Regions from separate parts of the Gossypium hirsutum genome. Here region 2 is linked to region 1. The links are chromatin contacts, called in public Hi-C maps. All regions are on one chromosome and are shown on one strand. Each heading gives the region's core, a stretch centred on a gene start, on an enhancer-like site or on the middle of the called end of the contact. The rest is flanking DNA. Distances are from core to core; before and after follow the strand shown. Region 1 holds the start of LOC107940582 (proteasome subunit alpha type-5). Region 2 holds the start of LOC107962268.

Region 1 (5,860 bases), core at 1,585-4,084:
TTTGGTTTGACAGAATAACCATTCCATAACGAGTCTATATGATGCACTACAATGACACAGCCATTTGGTTCACAGAATGGCTTATTCAAGCCTCATTTCCCAGTCTCAGAATAGCCATTTGGCACACCCCCCCCCCCTTTTTCTTTTTAAATGGCTATTCCCAGAAGTCTTGGAATAGTTTCTTGCTCCCATTTTACCCCAACCAAAAGAAAAATGCAACCCAAAAATTTCATTCACACATCCCTAGAAGGGAAACCAACACAAAAATGACCAAAAACAAGAAGTGAGGAAACTACTTGAGCTGGATGAGAGGAAACTCTCATGTCCGATGGGGGGATCCCACAGGGCCCTATCCTAATTTTTCTTTTTGGCTACAGACAAAGAAAAAGGTTGAAAGGAAACCACCAAATATTTCAGTATATCTATGCTTTTAATTTGATTTTTACAAATATATATAATTAGAAAATGGGAAGATAGCGAGCAATGACAGCCGGCAGAGTGCAACAATGGCCCTGACCGAATACTGGGCTTTTGGCTAGGGTCTGGGCTTTTCCTAAACAATGAGAGATACTAGAGAGAGTGTAGAGCAGATAGGGAAACGGAAGGAGAGAAAACAAATATCTATAGGGAGAGAAAACATACTTTTTTTTATTTTAAAACATATTTTATTTTTAATATATTACTAAATATAAAATATTGAATTACTATATTTATATTTTAAATGTGATACATCAATATTTTATCTAAAAGCATATTAACATATAAAGCATGTTTTATATTTAATATAAAAAAAATTATTTTATGAAATTATTTTAGTGAAATAATTTAATTTTTTAAAATAAAACATTCTTATTTATATTAAGGACAAAAATCTTCTTTCTTTAAGCTATTTTTTGCTTATTCCATAACATCATTTTGTCCAACCAAATTAAGTAATAGTATTCCTCATTCCATTTAATCAACCAAACCAAGTAATACATATTCCGACTCTATTCTATTACCACAACATAGCAACTTCATTCCCCCCTCTATTCTATTCTGATGAACCAAACACTATGTTAATGCACAACTACACAATCATACTTGGTATGCACCCCCTTTATTGCTTATCAAGATGAGTAAAAAGCATCACCAATAAAGAAATTAAAGTAGCTAAAATTAGACAGAAAAGATATTAAGGTGTACCATCGATTCTTCATCTCCTTCACCAAATCGAAGGGCCAGATCACAAAGAGCTTGTGTTGTGGATTCTACTGTCATTGGCTCACCATATGAGAATCTGTGGTTCTGTGTGAATATAACAGATATCAACATAAAAGTCACATAACTTCATATCAAAGTGTAATGGCACTAGTAAGTACTGTACCTGAGTCTCAACTCGTGCATGTTCAACAAGTGTACGGGCATCAGCAATCAACCCACTCATAGCACATCCTATATGCTCATCAATTTCCATAATCTTCTCAACGCTGCTAGGTTCCTGAAAGAGGATCCATTACCTATTAGGCCTGAAAGAAATGGCAACCATCTACATTCCGTAGAATCTAATATATGTGACACATTCCATAAGCTAGATTTGTGGTAGGTTTTTACAAGAGTGCAGCTTCAAGTGCACAAGCTTTTATTCAAAGTAAACAAGTGACAGGAAAAGGAACTCTAGGGGGCATGGTAGTATACTGAGAAAAAAAAGGAGGCGGAAGCTAGTTGAATATAATACCGAACACGGCTTAGACATTAAATCACATGGAGCTGTTAGCACAATATGGGGGCCAACAATAGAGTGGGAATGCAGGAGGAATAAGCAACTGACAACTCTGATGGCACACGCTGATCTTCAATTCTAGAGTCATGAAAATCAACCAACACTCACTTGTATGCAACTGAAGAGTGAAGACTTATTTGTTAGAAGAGACTCCTCAAGACCCTAGAAGTTCACATCTTAAAAAAAGAAAAGAAAAGAAAAGGAATCCTCTAATACCACAGTTAAGCAAACAAGACAATTAAAGCAAAGCAGAAAGCCTTTTTAGTTTTTCCTCGATTGCAAACAAGTAAATCTAACTATACAAGTGACTATAATAACATTAAATGAAATAAGAGTGCAGTGCATACCAAAAGTGGTGAAGTAATACGCTTCTCAACAGCCAGAACGACACCTTTTTTTGTCTTCAACCCAATTGCAGTTGAACCCAGCTGCAGTTCAATCCCCCCCCCAAAAAAAAGAAGCCATTTACATTGAAATACACCCAAAAGGACTAAATATGCTAATCTGAGAAAAAAAATATTTTCCTAGAGAAAACTCTTAAGTTTGATGATTTTCAAAGGAAACAAACAGAAAAAGGTTCTACCTTGATCGCCTCAATAGCATATTCCACCTGGAACAATCTCCCTTCCGGAGAAAATGTGTTCACTCCACGGTCATACTCAGTCCTACAAGGCCAACAACCAAACATTTAAAAGGAAAAAAAAATAATTAAAGTTTAGCAGTAATAAATATGCTATGATTTGGTACCTGGTGAGAAACATGTTTGGATCGACTTGATCTTATTAGATCTACCAAAACCTAAAAAAGAAAAAAAAGAAAAAAAGAGATAGAGAGAGGAAAAAATAGTTTATTTCTGGAAAGTAACTTAACTCGAAAAATATAACTGAGAGATGGTTTACTTGTGACAAAGGGTGAGATTCAGCAACGAGAAAGCTTAGCGATGCTGGTATTTTTCGTAGAAAAAAATACCTTCGGTTCTGGTATCTGTTTGCTCTTGCAAAGCAAAACAAGGCAGGCTGTTAAAACGCCGCCGCATCACGCCATACCATAATGAACATCGACGCTTTCCTGGGCTGGGCTTCTCAAATTACTATTAAAAAGTATTTTGAGAAATAAAAAATCATTTTAAATATTATATTATAAAGTAAAAAATATATATTTATATGAAGTTAAAATTTATTAATATTATAATATTTAAATGATGTTGAATAAAACCATAAAATTTAGAGAAAATATTCTATCTTAGTAGCGAATTGGTAAATTTTAAAATTAACAATTTATAATGATTTGAAAAATCCTTAGTTGAGGTATATTAAGCGAGTAGAGGTAAGTATTTTTGGCCGAACTATTATAAGTCGATTGTACAATTTTTTTTTTACCTTTTCTCCTTTATTTTAAAAATTTGTAAGACACTTAAAGTTTTTAATATCTCAATTCCCTTTTTTGGTATTTTTGAGCCTAACAAATGATGATGTGATGAAATTATGAATTTGTTATGATGCTATGCATTGTTGCACGTTTAAATTGTAATACCCCGAACCCGATACCGTCTCCGGAGTCGAACACGAGGTGTTAACAGACTTCAAACCACTTATTCGACATTTCCCAGACAAGCTGCCGATCTGCGTACTAGTCGCTTTAAAAATCATATCTTGAGTTTCACAACTCGAAAATCAGTTTCGTGATTTTTCCCTGAAACTAGACTCATATGCCCATCTCCATAATTTTTTCTAGAATTTTTGGTCGGGCCAATTAGTACAGTTTATTAGTCAAAGTCTCCCATGTCACAGGGATCGACTACACTGACCCTTGCGCATTACGAATTGGATATCTCCCTGCACAGAGCTTCAATACTGATGTCGTTTGTTTCTATAGAAACTAGACTCAGAGAGGAATCTGTACATATATGGCATGACTCCTAATTATCTCTGTTTAATTTATAATAAATCTCCAAAGTCGGAACAGGGAATCCAGAAACCGTTCTGGCCCTGTCTCACGAGAACCTGAATATCTCTTAACATACTGTCCATATGATCTTTTCATTACTTCTATATGAAAATAGACTCATCGAGCTTCGAATACATAATTTATTCATCAATTAATTCCACTCCTACTATTTTTAGTGATTTTTCGATCTCGCGTCACTGCTGCTGCCAGCATCTGTTACGAAAGCAACTATGCCTATTTCATGATTTCTCCTTGATCTAACTAGTAATTCATCATACATATCACCAATTATGATCATGACTAGCCATGCCAAAGGCTAATCATTGTCAAACTTTCCCCTACTACACTATTGCCATATCATGAATTTTAACACCAAAATAAGCAACCATGACGTATGGCATAAAAAGGTCGAATTATCAAGATTTGCGACCTAACGTTATGAATCCAAACCCAACCGAACATTTATGCCATTTTCGCATGGCTAAAAGATTACATACCAAAGTTCAAACACAACATAATAGCCTATACATGCCGAAATGTTCTCCTAAGCCAACTAAGAAGAAAGTACCAAAACTTGCTATCCGGTGTGATGACTTCGATGACGGCCCGACCACGCAAAAAGAGACGAGTCCAAGAAACCTAGAATAGGTGACAAGGAAACACCGAGTGAGTTTATAACTCAGTAAGTCATAAGCAATGCACTACCACCCATTAATAACATTATCACAATAGGAAATAAAATGGAACGAGGCTAGTTACTCCATCCATACCGAACCATGCCATGGTTCCTCAGACCTATCGGTTCAATCTCATACCAAATCATGCATTCACATTCCGTATACTCATCAATAGGATATTTGAGGCATTTTCATACATCATTTTATTTTCGTTACAATCATACAACTAAACGGCCTTTCACCTATTCCACGATAAATCTTATGTACGTGACTTCAAGTATATTTGTCACATAGGTTCAAACTTACCAGGCTCAACTCCAAATATAGACATAGCACCTATTAGCCATGAACTCAAGGTACTTACCCGATCCGCTGTCCGTGATCGACTCAATAACGTCGCACACTTAGTGTCCATAATGTTTCAAAAATATATAATAAGTCCGCACACTCAGTGCTATATAATCAACTCGCACACTTAGTGCTATATAATCAAACTCGCACACTTAGTGCTACATAATCAAGCTCGCACACTTAGTGCTACATAGTCAAACTCGCACACTTAGTGCTACATAGTCAAACTCGCACACTTAGTGCTACATAGTCAAACTCGCACACTTAGTGCTACATAGTCAAACTCGCACACTTAGTGCTACATAGTCAATTCGCACACTTAGTGCTACATAGTCAAACTCGCACACTTAGTGCTACATAGTCAAACTCGCACACTTAGTGCTACATAGTCAATTCACACACTTAGTGCTGCACAATTTAAACCCGCACACTTAACGCCAATCTCATGGTCATAAATGTTTATACCCGCACATTTAGTGCCGAGATCAACAACTCAATACATCTCACCTCTTTTCTTTTCATTCAACACTTTCATCATCACATACGTACATGCATATATATATTTATTCATTCCATTCAGCATCATTACATAAACGTTATGACCATTTGAATTAATACCAACTATATGCTTAATGACTTACTTGGTGTTGGGTAAGACGGTTCCAATTCGGCTACTCGATGATCTTTTCTTTGCCTTTGCTTGATTCTCCTCCTTTAACTCCTTGAGCTTAATCAATAAATCAACTAGTTTAGCCATCTTGCTAAACATTCATAATTCAATTACACATGCATATGTATGTTTGTATATTCGGCAACCATCCTCACTAATTACCCATTTAGTCGATTATACACATAATTAAAGGTAACATCCCGAATGGGCATACTTGTGTATATATACATATATATGTATATATATATACTTCGGAATGGGCATCACAATTAGATTTAACACCACCTTCATACTCAATTAGATGGCCGAATGTATGTATACATGTACAATGTCAACTATAACATCATGTAAATCCACATATAATTACATTTCTTAAGTTCCACATCTTAATGCCCATTATAGCCACTCCCATAGTCTAAATCTAGCAATCGGCAACACCCACCTTTCCACTAT
Region 2 (5,860 bases), core at 888-3,387, 660 kb before region 1:
AACTACAATATTAAATATATATATCACATACTAATCCAGAAAGTTGGGGGGCGACACAACTTACTCCTGCTTTGGGTTCTTGGAGAATAACATCTTCCTCTGCATAACCAGTCTCCTCCAAAAATAAAGGAAATGGTTTTTTTGAAAAATGCCAGCACAATGTCAACAAGTTTAACAGATATTTAAGTTCAGCAGTTATATCTGGTCCTTTGAGCTCAATGCTATCTTTACCACCAAATACACTCGCAACATGTAAATGTCCCTGAAAAAAAAAATAACCATATTGTTTGTAGTGCCAATAATAGATACATCAAATTGACAACGAACTATTAAGAGTTTCTATAAACACTACTTCATAAAAACACGAAAGCCTGATCTGGTGATTTGTTTACAGAATACAAGAAATTCCAGGAGGATATAGGATATCATATCAAGTTCTATAATTATCTCAGTACAATAAAACTAGAGCATCGTATGGAGAAAATATGTTTCTGCCCAAGAACAAACAAATACATGTACTGTAACATGGCTTTAAAAACATCAAATGAATTTGTCTTTGATGCTCATACTGAGATGCATTAGGTTTACAATGAAATGCAGTGTTAAGACATCATACAACTATACCTGTTGCACAGAGGCATGATAGGTCTTGACTCCTAACTGTGAGAACCATGCATGGATTAAGTACAAAACAGATAATGACATAAAAACAAACCAAAATCCATTGCACTGGATTCAGCCTTTAGATTAAAAACCTTACTTATAAATCTCAACACAAAATTTGAAATGTAAGTTAGGTTCATGATGGTAGTGGCATAACAAAAGGATTCAGAATTCTGAACTCATGATTCTGATATGAACACTGTAATTAACAAGAAAGTCGAATGATAGTAGATTTAAACTAACTGGAGCAGAATCATGAAATTTGGCAGAAAAACTAGCATTAGTCCAACACCCATCATCTCTCGTATGTAAATGAAACTGCCAACTTCTTTAAAAACAACTTCCCCCACCCCTCCCAAACACTCGTATTCTAGTTACTAGCCAATCTGTTTTACAGTCCTCAAAACAGAGTAAATGAAACCAATAAAATAATCATGGCATCAAACATTACAGCAGCAATAAAAATCAAAGGATGCATACGGTACCTGCCTCTTCAATAAGAAGTTGATCCCAAATGCCAAATCTCCAATGGGCCACTTCCCTAGAGTCTCAGAGTATGTAAACCTAAGAGTTTCAGACAAAGTAGAAATCGTCTCTACCCACGTTGCAGGAGCTTGAATTAACCTATGCGAAACGCGATCAAGCCCTGAAGAAGGATTATTGGACAAATCACTTCCATTTTCATTGTCATCGTTACCAGACCTATCTGTCTGCAATTTACGATTCAATGTATAGTACAGAAGAGCAGCTGCACCAGCTGCGGTAGCCATAGTTGCAGTTGCCATGAGTTTATCCCTAAAATATTAAACAAAAGCACAATTATAATTACCTCAGAAAGCTTGTAATATCACATTCAAACATAGACGAGAAATATAGTCAATGCTTTCTAAAAACAATATTGGAGAAAGGAGAGAGGACCATGATCTCCGGCATTGTAACCTTGTATTTGGCTGCTGGGAAAACTAAAGAGAAAGAAAGAAATCGAAATTCAGATCCTATTTCTCATAGCTAACATGCTTCATCGCAATACAGAGCTATAAACTTTGAGATATATCATCTACGGATTAAACGAAAAAAAAAAACCCATACACACACAAACACACGGAATGTGAAAAAAGAATAAAACATGACAACCTAAACATGAGGAAAATCTGGGGGGAAAAAACCCTAATAACACGGCAAATCGGAATATTTAAAATTAACGAACCTGAGGAGCTCGATATTCACTGAAATTCTCCGATTAATTACGAAAACTACCTTCGTGTGTAAAGAAACCGATTGATTACTCAACGCATATTCTTTTATTTTATGTTTATTATTATTAGAGAGGGAGTGAGTGGGGGAGGCATGGGTTAATTAGTGGAAAATTTTTGCAATGCCGGTTTGTAGTACACGTGTCCGAATCTAATTGCAGGGAAGCTAGGAAATAGGTGTTTTAAGAATTTAAACCGACCTTAGCTTAGCTATTAGGATTGTACTTTTCCGGTCTTGGTGTCTTCTACTGTAAGGATGGGAAGGGGTGGCTTCAAAGTACAAGTCCGGATGCAGAATTTATTCAAGTGTAACCCGTCGAATTATATTTTTGGTTTAAATATCCCAAAAGACTCTATACTTTTTTCAAATTTTAAAATTTAATTCATATATTTTAATTTTGAGACATTGAATTTATGTATTTTTTATTTAAAAATCTTAGTCCTCCATTTAATTTTACTATTAAAGTTAACAATGTCAAAAATAAAATAATTCTTAAAAAATAAAAAATTTATTAAAAAAGATAAAAATTCATTAAAATTATAAAAAATTATAAAAATTTATAAAATTCAATGTTATATAAACCGGACCGGATAGGGAATCGATTAGGGTATTAATTCGGCGAGACGTAAAAATTAGTTGACTAACGAACTGGTACAAACTAATTGAAAAAAGCTTAAAATTGGTTGAATCGATAGTTGAATCGATTTTGAATTGGCCTAACCAATTGGTTCCTAGAATAACCAATATAACTGGTTCAAAGCAAATAAATTATTAAAAATTTATAATAAAAAATTATAAAAATTGGTTTAATTGCTAGTTCAACTGATTTTTAATTTAGTTCAACCAGTCTCTTCTAATTCACAGGTCTACAAATTTTTTAAAATTTTAAACTTTTTTAGCCCTCAATATTTATAGTTTTTATCAATTTGGTCCATACCCTTCAAAAGTACATTATTTTTTTTATAAAATTTTAAAAAATATATTTTTTCTTATTTAAAAAATAAATATTTTAAAAAATATAATTTTAGTAAAAATAAAACTCTTTAAAATAAAAAATAAAAAATAAAAAGATATTTTTTAAAAATATTTTTAAATATAAAAACTTTCAAAATTCAATGTTATCTAAATCGAATCGGATTGATTGAATCAAGAACTAGTTGGGTATTGGTCTGATGAGAGATAAAAATCTAGTTAACCTAGAATCGGTACGGACTACTTGAATCGAGCTAAAAAACCAGTTGAACTGGCGATTGAATTAATTTTATAATTTCTTTAATTTTTTTTTATTTTTAGTAATTTATTTTCTTTAAGCCGGATGGATAGATTGTTTTGGAAATCAATTGGCCACACCGGTGTTGGGGATCAACCCAATTAAGCAACGAACAAGTAAAAATAGCGGAAAAAATTGAGAAATTGAATACAAAAATTTAACGTGAAAAAACCCCCCAAAGAGGATAAAAAAACCACGGGCAAAGATATTTTTACTGTAATGGAAAAAGAACGAAGAGTATAAAAGATGAAAATAAAAACTAAACCTCAAAACCTCAAAACAAAGAACCTTCAGAACCTAAACACAAAATTCTCCAAAAGTGTTATGAGTTCAATATTTAATAGGTGTATTTTCTAAGGTTGTAAAAGAGCCTATTTATAGGCTAAATTCGTAGGTCAAATACTAATAAAATAATCTAGACTAATCAGAATTTAACTGAAACAAACAAATAAAGTTTAATTGGAAGATTATCTCTCAAATTTGATTGAAATATGAGGCATACTCAACAAATCTCCATCTTAACTCGTATTTCCACAATGCCATCTTTGCCAAAGCCTGCCACGGGCCTATCTTGAACTATGCAGGGAATTAACTAAGTCAAATCTATGCTTAGAAGTTAGAAGACTTCTAGTGTAACAGCCCGATTTTGGGCCTAGTCGGAACAGTGGTTTCAAGACCACAAATCTGACGTAGTAAAACTTTTTTATCACATTTTTATGGTTTAAAATTTTCTGGAATGATTTCATGAAAATTTCGTTCGAAAATTTTGACGTTTGAGCATTCAATTTAGCAAAAAAGGACTAAATTGTAAAAAATGCAAAAGTTGAGTTCTACGTACTAGAGTTGTCAAATTTCTTTGAAATTTTACATGGAAGGTCCTTAGATTGTAATTAGACCATTTTACTTTAATTTGGACAAAAATAAACATGAGGTAAGAGAATTTTAGTGTTTTAAGAAAATGGCATTGTGGTCATTTAGTAACTAAATGAATTAAAAAGAAAAAATCAAGCCAAAATATAGTCCATCTTCTTCATGCTTGTGTCAAAATTTAGAAGGGAAGCTATAGCTAGGGTTTGGCCACTTTCAAGCTCGATTGTAAGTCCGTTCTTGCCCCGTTTTTAATGTTCTTTACATTTTTGAAGTCATTATCACTCGATCTATCTATTTCTACCATTAATTTGAGAAATGATTAAGGTCTAGGGTTTGAACCATGTTAGATATGTGTGTATTTTGATGTCTAATGGTAGAAAATGTGTGTTTGGTGTGTCATAAACAACTTTTGCTAGGTGATTTTTGATGAAAATGTCAAAAGGACCAATTTGTAAAAAGGTTATAAAATGTGTGTAAAAGTGCGATTAAATGAAAATTGTGAGCTTTTATAAGCATGAAAGAGGTTTGAATAGGCTTGAGAATCTAAGAAATTGAATTTATTTCATTTTACGAGCCTAGGGACCAAAGTATAAAAATGTCAAAGTTTAGAGGCAAAATGTAATTTTGCCATAACGTAATTTTTGGGTTGAATTAAATAATGTGAATAATAAATGAGTTAAATTTGCTATTATAAATCAAGAGAAACGAGGTTCGGACCTAAATCGGGGGAAAAACAAAGTGTTTGACGAGTAGGTCCTATTTCTACTATTTTATACCGAGGTAAGTTCTTATGTAAATAATGCATTGCTTTAATTATGTTTTAAATGCTTTATTATTTTATGAATTATGATTAACCATTGAACGTGTTCGAAAAATTTTAGACAAGTGTGAAATCTCTGTTGAATTTTAGGAATAGATAGGATACAAATGTCATGACATTAGGGTTACTAAGGCTACGTGTAAGACCATATTTGGGATACGGCATCAGTATGAGACTTCGTGTAAGACCATATCTAGGATATGGCATTGATATGAGACTTCATGTAAGACCATAGCTGGGCTATTGGCATTGATATGAGACTTCATGTAAGACCATAGCTGGGCTATTGGCATCGATACGAGATTCTATGTAAAACCACATCTGGAATATGGCATTGGTATGGCACCGTGTGTGCAGAACTCCCGAGTATCCTTTAATATTCCAAGTGGTTCAACGGGTAACTAAACGAGTATGTCAAAGATGAATTTTGTGTAAATCCAATTCGAGATGACTCAGGTATGTGTAAAACTCATACAAAATGAGCTCGTTATGTGATGAACCCTTAGTAAGGTTATGATTGAGTAAGTTATGATTATAAGATCTTAGTAATATTTATCTCAATTATCATCATGTTGATTGTATGTTAAATGTGTATTTATGATGCCTATTATTTGCATGGGAACTTACTAAGCTATATAGCTTACTCCCATTGTCTTATAGTGTCGCCAAGCTAGCTCAGATTTAGGGATCATCGGAGGCTCCATCACACCATCAACTGATTATTTTGGGTACCAATGAATTTGACATTTTGAGTTATGGCATGTATAGGGACTTGGTTATTTTGTTATGTGTCATAATTGAATTGGCTTAATGCATTGGCCTATATTGGTTGATAATTCATTTTGTAAATGGCCATATGGAATTGGCTAATATTGGTTTAAGTATATATGCATATAGTGAGGTTTTCATGGATGTGGAAGTTTGCATGATTGAAGTTGATAAGTATGTGATGTTTGTATGTGGTAAATGGTAGCATGTGAATG

What was found. Hi-C and Micro-C count contacts between places; a contact is called where the count stands out from the background.
Region 2: a contact with region 1 is called in a Hi-C map of leaf, with 6 times the contacts expected there. The contact joins the promoter of LOC107962268 here to the promoter of LOC107940582 in region 1. A contact is called at or near these places in 5 of 34 Hi-C or Micro-C datasets (callus, hypocotyl and leaf).

What each region holds. Positions count from the first base shown.
Region 1 is chrA06:113,289,035-113,294,894 of Gossypium_hirsutum_v2.1, reverse strand. LOC107940582 (proteasome subunit alpha type-5) reads right to left here and starts at 2,834. Exons shown (of 10, transcript XM_016874020.2): 1 at 2,662-2,834; 2 at 2,510-2,560; 3 at 2,346-2,427; 4 at 2,110-2,190; 5 at 1,367-1,480; 6 at 1,186-1,287. The coding sequence starts at 2,523.
Region 2 is chrA06:113,950,422-113,956,281 of Gossypium_hirsutum_v2.1, reverse strand. It overlaps LOC107962268, which reads right to left and starts at 2,137. Exons shown (of 9, transcript XM_016898585.2): 1 at 1,871-2,137; 2 at 1,582-1,625; 3 at 1,149-1,458; 4 at 65-262. The coding sequence starts at 1,448.